2 separate regions of the Capsicum annuum genome follow, and region 1 is linked to region 2. Evidence: chromatin contacts called from public Hi-C data. All regions are on one chromosome and are shown on one strand. Each heading gives the region's core, a stretch centred on a gene start, on an enhancer-like site or on the middle of the called end of the contact. The rest is flanking DNA. Distances are from core to core; before and after follow the strand shown. Region 1 holds the start of LOC107841037 (heat stress transcription factor C-1). Region 2 has its middle 12 kb from the start of LOC107841156.

Evidence for each region. A called contact is a pair of places that touch in the nucleus more often than the background predicts.
Region 1: a contact with region 2 is called in a Hi-C map of leaf, with 5 times the contacts expected there. The contact joins the promoter of LOC107841037 here to the enhancer-like site in region 2. A contact is called at or near these places in 3 of 5 Hi-C or Micro-C datasets (bud, leaf and placenta).

Annotation. Positions count from the first base shown.
Region 1 is chr9:213,504,550-213,510,161 of UCD10Xv1.1, forward strand. LOC107841037 (heat stress transcription factor C-1) reads left to right here and starts at 3,731. Exons shown (of 2, transcript XM_016685045.2): 1 at 3,731-4,060; 2 at 4,634-5,612. The coding sequence starts at 3,857. The coding sequence ends at 5,407.
Region 2 is chr9:213,467,235-213,473,501 of UCD10Xv1.1, forward strand. No RefSeq gene overlaps it. Among protein-coding and RNA genes, the nearest start is that of LOC107841156, 12 kb to the right of the region's middle. Within about 2 kb of position 2,962, at least 4 of the 5 cell types and tissues checked have an H3K27ac peak or open chromatin away from gene starts, as enhancers often do. A contact at or near this core is called in bud and leaf, where this site is marked.

The sequences.
Region 1 (5,612 bases), core at 2,481-4,980, 38 kb after region 2:
CTCATGACCCTTAGAGGAAACTCAAGTTGCAAGAAAGCCATCATCTAACAATATGAACCAAACTTAAATTCAAGCAATTATGCATTTATTTCTATGTCATTCTTATCAACCCTCGTATAATAAAGTTATATATTTGCTATCAAGTAGCATTTCCCAACTAAAACAAAAATCATTTCATCAACTCAATGAAAGGACAAACTTTTAAATAATTTATTTCTATGAACTTAACAATTCCATGAATACATAACCAAATGAGTCATTAATCACCCAATAACTTTAAGGGGAGGTGGATTTAGGATTTGAAAGTGCACATACAGACACCTCATCAATTTCGTCTCAATTGACAATAAACACTTCAACTCGCCCTCACTATATCTTGTGGATATCGATACTGACGTAATACATAAATTTTGAAGGTATCTAGATGATCATTTTGTAAATTGAAGTGTTTAACGAATAAGGTAAAGATAAGTTAAAGTTTCTTGACGTGACACTCAAAAGTAAGTCTGAATGTATGTTTTGTATTAAGCCATCATATATATAAACTCATCTCATGTGTAACAAGGATTGTGGTGGAATGAATTTCTTTTCACCTTTAATCAGAGATAACAGTGTCACGCTTGAAGTATGGAAAAATTTTGAGTCGGGAAGCTTCCCCTTTCATATTTTCCTTCACTGTCGTCTCTTTTTCGATTACTATTTTGAGCTGCTTCACTTGAGTCGAGAGTCTTCCGGAAAGAACCTCTCTAGCTTCAAAAGGTAGTGGCCAGTGACGAACTCAGGATTTAGAGATCGTGAGTGCTCAGGAGGTTCAAACACGCATATTAACATCCAAAGTTTTAAAGTTTCACCTGAAAATCAAAGCACTCTGCTATCTTCAAGGTTTCATGGGTGTTTTTTTCCATCGTATACCAATTTTTATACATTTTTTATATAATTATACTTTTTCTATGTCGAGTTTAATGGGTGCCGGAGCGCCACATTCTTGAACCTAGGTCCGCCCCTAATAGCTAGTGGTACGATTCCGTACACTTTATACTTTCTAAAATCCACTAAATATTATGTTGTTGTTGTAAGCTTTCCCTCTAAATAAATCCTAATCGAATTTGAATTAATCAAAACTCCAATACACAGTATCGAAAAAAACCCTAACTCATGTATGTGTGTGTGTTTAATTAAAGCTCATTGAGAAAAATAAGTAGCACAAATTTGGAAGTGTGTAAATATGTTTCCCACGTACCAAGCAAAACAATAAACTACAAAAAGAAATAAATTGAGTGAAAAATTGACAAGTGTACCAATAAGAAGAAGCAACGTATTAAAATAAGTTACATATGACGTGTCACTTTATAATGCATTGCACGAGATGTGAAAAAAATAAAAAAATAATTAAATATTTAGTAGTACTAATATTTGGTCCAAATCTTGTGAAAAAGAGAAAAACGAATCAGTATTTCCAGCTACCGAATCTAAGGCACTGTTTAGATTTTGGACACTTTCCAATTTGTTTTGTTCATCCACCCCTCTACTTTCTATTTTGCCTTTTCTCTCATATTATTTTTATCTGGTGTTAGATATTTATATTGTGATTTAATTAAATTTAAATTTATCTGTTGTAAAGCTTATATTTTCTAAAGTGACGTTTCTAATAATTTCTTTTCATTTCCAGAGTACAACCATCTCACCAGTATATCCTTGCTACTTCTCTCATTCCTGTTCCACATCACTCCGATGTGTGATTGATCTAAGTTGTAACGTGTGTCGCTATGTTAAAGCTAGTCAATCCTTCTCTTCAGTTTGTCTTCATCGATTTGCTCTCCATTACGGACGTCACATAACCCTCACATTAGGGTTTCAGTGTCCTAGTTGATGTTTGCTTTAATTTGCTCCACCTTTGTATGATACAGAATCTCGACGTTGAAGCTTGTTAGTCCTACTCTTCTGTATATCTTCATCAATCCGTTCTCTGTTACAGACAACACATAATCCTTACATTAGGAATTCAGTGTCCTAGTTGATGTTTGCGTTGCTCCACCTTTGTATAATACAGAATCTCGATGTTGAAGCTTGTTAGTCCTTCTCTTCTGCATATCTTCATCGATCCGCATTCAATTACAGATGCCACGTAACCCTCACACTAGGGATTCAGTGTCCTAGTTGATGTTTGCTTTGCTCCACCTTTGTAATAATACTGAGTCAAGACTCTAATATCATACTTACGATCCAAACTCACGAGCTAAATACTTTCAATAGATTTGTCCCTCAAGCTACACATGCATTCCATTAATTTATAATTTATCGTGAGTTTGTGATTGTATATATTTATGATTAAAGATAAAATATTTTAAAATTTAGTGATATTATTTAGACTCACACAAAATACATTTTTCATTAAATAAAATTATCATGTAGCTCATTTTCCTAGTCTTATCTTAAATTTAACGGCTAAGTTTTAAAATTTTCCAGCTTAGCATATTTTGTCACCATCCTGACTAGAAACGTGGCATTGATTAAAAGGGACCACATATCATATTTCTTCCATTCTATTTTACGTGGTATCTCACAATATTTTTTTAAAAAAGAAAAGAATTTAAAAGCTTATGATAAAAAATAATTCTTCAATATTTTTTATCGTTGTAAACCACTCCGAGAACAAGGATTAGATTTGATGAGTTACAATTAGATAGATAACTCTTTGTTCAGTTAATCGATCACTGGTAGATCTAATCGTATTTCGAACACACGAGAGTCCAAAAGGGCGACAGACAGGATAAATAAAATGTGTACTTTAAAAGAAAGAAGAAAAATCTCATCCAAGAAAGAGAGAACCTTATAGTTATTTTATTAAAACTAAAAGAGAAAAATTAGATTTTTTTTTTTCATGACATTTTTTAAAGACGAAGTAAAATGGAAAGGGAAGAAAAATATCTGAGAGGAAAGATGATGATGTGGACCAATCAAATTTAAAAGATCATCATTGTGGTCCCCATTTAGCATAACCATAAAAATATCATGTATCCTTCCAAATGACCTCCACGTACCACATTGTTATTCATTTAATATTGGTGATATCCCTTTTTCTTTTGTTCTTGGTATCTATTACTCGCTTTGAAGCGTTACTAATAAAATTCACTTTGAGAAAAGGATATAAGTAAATGCTTCTATTAAACATGACTCAATTATTTTAACACAAACTTAAATCTTTAATTGCTTGAAGGCTATATATAGGTTTATCTTCATAAATTACCTCGTAAAGTTTATATTCTCATTTACGCTTTTGAATATTTACCATTCCATCATAATATATTGTGGTTATACACAAGGTTAGTGATTAAAAAATAATTATAATATCAGTTTATCCAAAAAATTATTTGTACAACATAAACTTCTCTAAAAAAAACATAGAATAAGATAAATTACATACTATAATACATAACCTAATGATTTAATAGTTCTTTATAGTGACATGTGTATAATTTAAACTCTAGGGGTTGTTTGGTTGAGAATCAGTTATACTGATATAATTAATCTCAGGATTAGCTTTCTCAAAATTAATTATTCTACTATGTATATGAGATAAGTTATTCCATTACTATAAACTAATCATACCTCCAATCACACACAAAACAAAACAATTTTATATTTTATCCGAAATTATTATACCTTACACGTCACATCAAACTGACACCTAATATTAATATTAATATTAATATACACCCAAGTCCAACCCAAAAATCCTCTATATATAAAACCATATCCTTTACATTTACATATTCCTCTACAACCACCACTACTACCATTGCCACCTCCGGCAACTCTGTAAACATCGAGAGAAGCTCATTCATATCTATATGGGATGGAGGCTAACAATATAATCGCGCCATTCATCATGAAAACTTATCAAATGGTAAATGATCCAAAAATTGATGGACTTATAACTTGGGGAGCAGCAAATAATAGCTTCATAGTTGTTCAACCTTTGGAGTTCTCACAAAATATATTGCCTGTTTACTTCAAGCATAATAATTTCTCCAGTTTCGTTCGCCAGCTTAATACTTATGTAAGTATACTTGAGTATATTTTTTTTAGAGCCAAAGTCAGATCCCAGAGTTTAAATTTAATATTGAATTCAGTTGAATTTATGAATGATAAGTTAGGATAAGTTTTGTTTTTCATTGTAGTTGTGGTTGAATCTGAAGAGCAAAATAGTGAAAAATTTAGCTAAGAAAAATGAAAATAATTTTGTTTATTAGCACTTATTGTACTTTTAGAACTGTGAGTTTTGAATCTAATATATATATGATTTATATCGAAAATACTAGATTCAGTTGAACCTATTGATAATATGTTCCATAGATGTTGTTTTTCAAGCTTCGAAGAAATGAGAATTTTGTTTGTTGTAGCACTTATAGGTACTTTTAGAATTGTGAATTCTGAATCCGACATATTTATATATTTCGTTATGAAAATACTGGATTCAGTTGAATTTATGGATAATATGCTTAGAGATATGCTGTTTTTTTCGAGCTCTGAAGATTGAAAATTTTGTTTATTATCACTTATTATCTCGAAAATACTGGATTCAGCTTTGAAGAATGAGAATTTTGGTAGTGATTTCGTATTTGTTGATCAGGGATTCAGGAAGGTGGATCCAGATAAATGGGAATTCGCGAACGAATGGTTTTTAAGAGGGCAAATACATTTGTTGAAGAATATCGTGAGGAAAAAACACAGTCGAAATTCGTACTCAGTTTGTCAGAAGCACGATAACGATAGCGAAGACGAAGAGATTTTGAATGAAATTTCCAGATTGAAGCAAGAACAAAAGGTATTAGATGATGAAATTGGTAATATGACTAGAAGATTAGAAGCTACAGAAAAAAGGCCACAACAAATGATGGCTTTTTTGTGTAAAGTTGTTGATGACCCTGAGATATTGCCTAAAATATTGATGGAAAAAGATAAATCGAAAAGATTGATGATTTCAAATCGCGACAAGAAAAGAAGACTTATGTTATCGAATTCCGCGAGTTCTCAGTCACTAAAAAGTGAAGAGGAAAAAGTAGGGGTAAAATCGTCATTTTACTCGCCCGGATCGAATTTCGAGAAGGATGCATTTTGTCAGTCTTCGCCGTCGTCGGAATCTACGCCGCCAGTCACCGGAGCTGCCGTGCACGGTGGCCGGCCGGTGATGATGGTGGCCAATGAGGGTTATGGAAATTGTCCTACTATGTCTAGCTCATTGTCGTCGGGGTCGTCGGAGAGCGGAGGATTTACCGCCACAGCGATGGATAATTTTTACGGCTACGACTACGGTGGTGGCGGCGGAAGCGGCAGCGGCGGACCTGTGGCGGAGGAGGCAAGTCCACCACCTTATCCATTTTCTTTATTAGGTGGTGGATTTTAGTTTGAGTCACAAAATTTATTTACTACTATTATTTTGTGACTTAGAATATAGTTTTTGTAATTATTTTTTTTTTAATTTTAGTACTTTTTTTTTTTTTAATTTATGAAAATATTCTACTACAAAATATGTAATCCGAAAAGTGAGACCTCCCAAGTTAACTTTAACTATAGGACTAATTAAAATTAGCTAGGGGATACCGGTTCAT
Region 2 (6,267 bases), core at 1,712-4,211:
TTAGTGAATATAATTAAGATGTGGTTATATTTTACAATACCATGCAAATAATGATTATATTTTTTATAACAATCCTAAAAGAGGCTACTCGTGCACTTAACCAAAATTTGGTGGAAATTAAAATGAGTTAATTAATAAATAAATTAGACCATATAATCAATTCAAATTTACTTGGATCAAAATGAACAGGTTAATTTGAACTAAACAAAGAGTTAATATCACAATTTTCCAACTCAAAATCCTTTTTTTATTTTTTATTCGGTTTTCGATATTTATATAGGGTTCGAGTAAATTTAAATTCACACATTGCAGACTCATTTTTGAGGGCGACATTTTCAATATTTTTTTTTTTTTTCATTTTAGGGGCTAGCTCAAATTCAAAACTTTTTATTAAAAATAAAAGAATATCAGAGTGAAATTAGTTGGTGAATAATTTGGATGCACATCTTTTTCTTATTTGGTGCCCAAATTTTCTTCCTATAAGTCATTTTCAACATATGGAGCATCTTAATATTATTATAATAAAATATCTATCAAGTGACTCACTTCATTTTCAATAATTTTATAAAATTCCTTCTTTTTCTTCCTTTGTTTTTTTAATGTAGTATCATAATTATGATATCCACCAAATGTATTTGATCACAAAAAACAATTATCCCATTATCCACTTTGAAAAATGAAGATAATTTTGAAATATTTTCCTCTCCTTTCAATTGCGTGATAGTTAATAAAAACTTAGATTCCCACGTCTTTATTATTATTATGAATAATTGGTCCCATGCTATAATATCCACTAAGGTTCTATTTAGTTGGTCAACAATTGATGTCATCTCTCACCCACCTTACCCCACATTCCAACTAAAATAAATAAATAAATAAATAAATAAATAAATAATAATAATAATAATAATAATAATAATAATAATAATAATAATAATAATAATAATAATAATAATAATAATAATAATAATAGTTGAAGAGATATATTGAAGAAAAAGATGAAAGCTATTGAAGACAGAATATAGCGTGTGAAGATATTTGAAATATGTATTTACGTGCCGATTTTTAGAATATTTAATTTTATTGGTCATAATTTAGTGAAGTTTTGAATTTCTTTATTGTCTAATTTTAATTTCAGTTATGAAATTCAAAATTTGAAAAGGTGACTATTTTTTAATTATAAAAACTAAAAAGTGATTTTTTTTGTAAATTATCCATTTCATTATCTATCCTTTAAGTTAGATTAGGGTCACTCATTATTAAACTTCAAACAACAACAATCCCTATCATTCTAGTTGGTCTTATCCACTATTAATTTCAAGATTATGATAATTGATAAGTGTTGAGTAAGCAATGCCAATTAGGTTTTTATAATAAATTAAGAGCAATGAATGTGATCACATTAAAGGAAATATGAATAGTTCACTTGTGAAAATAAATTTGTGATTGTCGAACTTGAATATTCTTTTCATAAATAAAAAGTCATTTATAATTTAGATGCACAAAATATCTTAAGTTTATACATGACTGGAGATCGCATGCCCCAAGGGGTGTCATGTATAGTAAAAATGTAAAATGGTTCTATTAATTATCTCAACTTCAAACTTAAAATAAAGGATTTGATAATTTGAATAACATATTTTAATAGTTTTTCAAGTTTCACTCACAAAACTTCTCAACTTTATATTCACGTCAAAAACCAAAAAAAAAAAAAAGCAATTTTCAAATCCCTTTTTTTAATTTAATTTTAATTACTATTTTTTTTTCAAATCTTAATCAAATCATGTCCAAATGCCTACATAGTATCACAAAATTTATTCTATCCATCGATTTTTACATGTTAATTCAAACAAATTCAATAACGACATTTACTTGAATTCTATATTTGTATTAAAATTATTATCAAATATAAAAACATCAATCATAAACTCAATAATTTAGACGAGCTATAAATTTAACTATAAATTAAAAACTCATATACTTCAAATTTTGACTTCGTAAAATAACACAATATCAAAGTTCACACTGTACATATTCGAAAAAAAAGTAGGGTACTTTTCCATTTATCCAGTATAAAAAAACATATACATAAAGGAAAAAGTACAAAATTAAACTTGTAATTAATTAAGTAGATTCAACTGATTTAGGAGAAACTGATGACAAATTATTATTATTATTATTATTATGCTTATTAGCAGGCATTGATTTTGATCTCTTGAACCATGCAGTATTTGTTGTGTCACCAGAAGCAGAGTTACGATGATACCTGCACCTGATATTATCGAACATTAATTAGTTTGATTCTCGTACTTTGAATCAAGACAAAATAAAACGAAAAAACTATATCATCAAAAAAAATCACACACACACATATATATATATATGTATAGTAGATATTAATCCTCTTGATAAAAATTTTGCATCTATCACAAAGTGCAATATAATTTTTTAATAACGAGGATTTAATTGAACTCTATCGGTAGAAATGAAACTTGCTTTCCTCTTAGACACGTATAATTAAAAAAAAAAAAAGAATTTAAATTGCGAAAAATCATAAACTTTAAATTATGAAATCTAGTAACAAAAATAGTCTTTTGATGCAACGATTAAAATGAAACTTGGCCTCCTTGATGAGGTTTCAATTCTTCTTGTAAACTAGTAACAAAAAATATTTAAAATTTGAAATTATCGAAAATCATAAACTTTAAAATTTGAATCTGCCTCCGACAACAAGTCATAGAGACTGACCTAAAGTTGTTGTTATACATATACATAGATATAGATATTTATGATATGATAGAATTTCAAGGAAAATTATGATGTCGCCACTTATTATGAGTTGCTATGAAATGAACAAAATTTTAGTATTAGCCACTAATACATGTGTAAATATCATCATATATATGAATTTTAAGTGAAAATTCGGACTCCGTCACTTATACAAAAATTACCTGAACGATCCAGGATGGGTCGTCGGGGAGCATAAGCACTGACCTTTCGGACAGTTCACCGGCGGGAGGGAATCTCCGGTGGTGTTATCGGAGGAAGTAGTGACAGTGATGACTTTATGTGAAGCCATTAATTTATTTATTTTTATGAAAGAAAAAAGGAAAGAGAGAAAAGAAAAAAAGGAAAAAGTTTTCTCTAGTTGAAGAAAATCAAATGTCAAGAGGTTGTTAGTATTTATAGGAAAATAATTGATGATTATATTTTATGTTTATCTTCTAAGCAAGTATAATTAATTATGTGAGGTTGGAAAGTAATCAATTTTGGTCAAGTGGTTATTTAGTTTATTGTTTCTTTTTTTCTATTTCCTTTTCAATAATAGTAGTAATCGATAAAGTTATTGTCATATGTAATCGGGTGAAAATCATTTCCCCCTCAATTTTACTTTAAAAATCAAACTCCCCTTCAACTTTAAACAATAAGTATTCTCCCTCCTTTTTCCTACTTGTCTTTTTAAATACTTATTTTACCCTTACACTATTAATTTTTATTTTTCTTTACCTCTTTAAAATTATTATATTTTTTATTTTTAACGTATATAGTAAATTTTGTAAATAAAAAGAAAATTATTTTCTACACGAAAAACATGAGAAACATATATTAAGTATATAAGTTAGTGATGTTCTAAATGAAATAAATGACCATGATGTGGAAATTTATTTATTAATAATAATTAAAACAGTAATATCTATTTATACTAGTGAAAATAACAAATAAAAATAATTTCATAAACATATTTCAATGCATGTAATATATAACATATAACAAAAATGGAGATATATTTTATACTAAATTAATTCAAAGTTTACTTATATTATAAATATATACTCCCCTGTTCACTTTTACTTGTCATTTTTTCGCTTTTTGAGCTCAGCCTGCATGAAATTTGATCAACATTTTAAGATGTATAATTTAATATTTAAATTTAAAACTTAGATGATCAGGAAATATATGAAAAAATTCTAAAAGTTGCAATCCTTCTTTATATTAATAAAATGAAAAAATATATCTTAAAATATTTGTCAAAATTTATGCAGGTTGACCTAAAAAAATGAATATATATATATATATATATATATATATATATATTACACACACACTTAATGCATGTAAAATAAGAGATAAGGAACGAGATACCCCTAAATTATATCTGAAACTGTTATAACACACTTAAACTTTAAAGGAGACATTTACCACCTAAACTCATTTTTGCTGATCTGACCGTCAAGTATCAGAATATTTTTGTACTTTTTTTGAGGGAGACGAAAAATACTTGTGCGTTATGTCAATAAAGTAACAATCATAAAAATATAACATTAACTTTTGTGACAACATCATTAAAAAGGTTATACTAAAAAATTTAAATAAAAATATATAAATACTTGACTAAAATAAATAATGTATACTATAAGAAGATATTGCTAATGTCAAGATTAAAATAGACATTGTTAAGATAAAAGGGGAGGAGGGGTTTGATTTTTAAAGTAAACTTGAGGGAGGAAATAATTTTCACCCTATGTAATCAGAAGGTGTCCGATTGAGTTGTGGATATAAACTTTTGTCATCTGAATGTAGAGTGGAAGGGCATCGCTCACCGAATAAAAGTTGCCTAGGGACAATAGACCGATCTTTCCCAAAACACCACATCATCAAAAAAAGGTTTGACGTCACGATAACCGCTCTTCACCACCTGCAACTACAGTATGTTTCAAGGATTGAGTTGTTTGGCCATTAAACAGGTACATGAATTGGATTTAGAATGTCACGAGACAATTTAGTCGATATATGAGCGTTAAAGATAACAGGAGTTTTAGTGCACTGAACTGTCCTATGAGCGTTAGAAAATTAAAAGGACCAATAAAGTTGCATCTTTGGTAGTGTATCAATTATTGTGTCCACAATAATAAAATTGTGTATAATAAATTTTTATAATTTAATTCTTTTTCAAGTCACGCGCGTACTAAAAGCTTAATGCATCACATCATTTTTTTAAAAAAAAAGTTTATGTTTTTTTTTGGTTCTTTTCCTGGTTTTAGCTGAACATTAAAATAAGTGAAACACGCCGTCCCTTTCTTGAATTGAATACTTTCTTGATTTTTATGGCCATTTATGTGACTGGGTTTTTTTTTGTTTATATAAAAAAGATGATATTTTTCTATTTTTTAAAAAATTATAATCTTTGTATTCATGAGCTATTTTAAAATTGAGTTGAATTTATTTATTTATTTTTAAAATTATAATATACTCGATACTCAATTCTTAAATTATATTATTCATACTTCAGTTGATAAGCTTGAAGAAGAGTCTTGAAGTAATTGGTAAAATTGTTGCCACATGGAATCAGGAGATCATGGGTTCAAATCTTAAAAACGGCCTCCAACAGAAATGCAACACAAAATTGCATATAATAGATTATTGTGGTCGGACTTTTCCCCTAACCTTGAGTATAGTGAAAGCTTTGATGCATCGGTTTTTTTTATTTATTTTTTTAAAATTTGAGTTGATAAGCTTGTATATATATGTGCGTGGAGGATACTGATGATTGTGTCCTCTTCATCTTCCGACACACTTTATCTTCACTTCCATTTTCCATAGCCCAATGCCAGCGGCTCAACCCTTTGGGAAAAAAGGCGGTTGCCTAAAGCTCTCGAAATTTAAGAGGCCTCATTTTTTTCTAGTAATAATAAATTATAAATTTTAAAAAATATATTAAATACTATTTATAGAAAAAATAAACTTTTTGTATAAAAAAATTTAGGAGTTTAATATATCTAGTACAAAATGCTATGTCTCAAGAGATTAATGCATTGACTATCTTATTAATTCAAAAAAAATTATTAGAAGAAATCGATTATATAATTTTAAAAATAGGCTTTATAAAAATATTTTTTTTTAAATAAAAAAAATTAAGACCTCCATTTGATTTTGACCTTAGGCCACGAATTTGCTTGAGCCGCTCCTGCCCAATGCCCATCACTTCACCCCTATCTTTTACGCTCGTCTTTCATAATATTTGTCTAAAGTATATACTAATTAATTGTTTTATAATGATACTTGTTGCTTATATAATCTCTGTGGTTAGTTTCCTACCGTAAAATACGCTGACTGAGGAACGGAAGATTAGTCTCACGACTGCCGGTCGTGGAAATACCTTGGGAAACAAAAAAAAATTAAAATATATATATATATATATTTTTTTTGAAGTGTCTTTATCTGGACCATTTCATTTCCTGTCTAGATGGTTGTGACTTTTGTTCATGG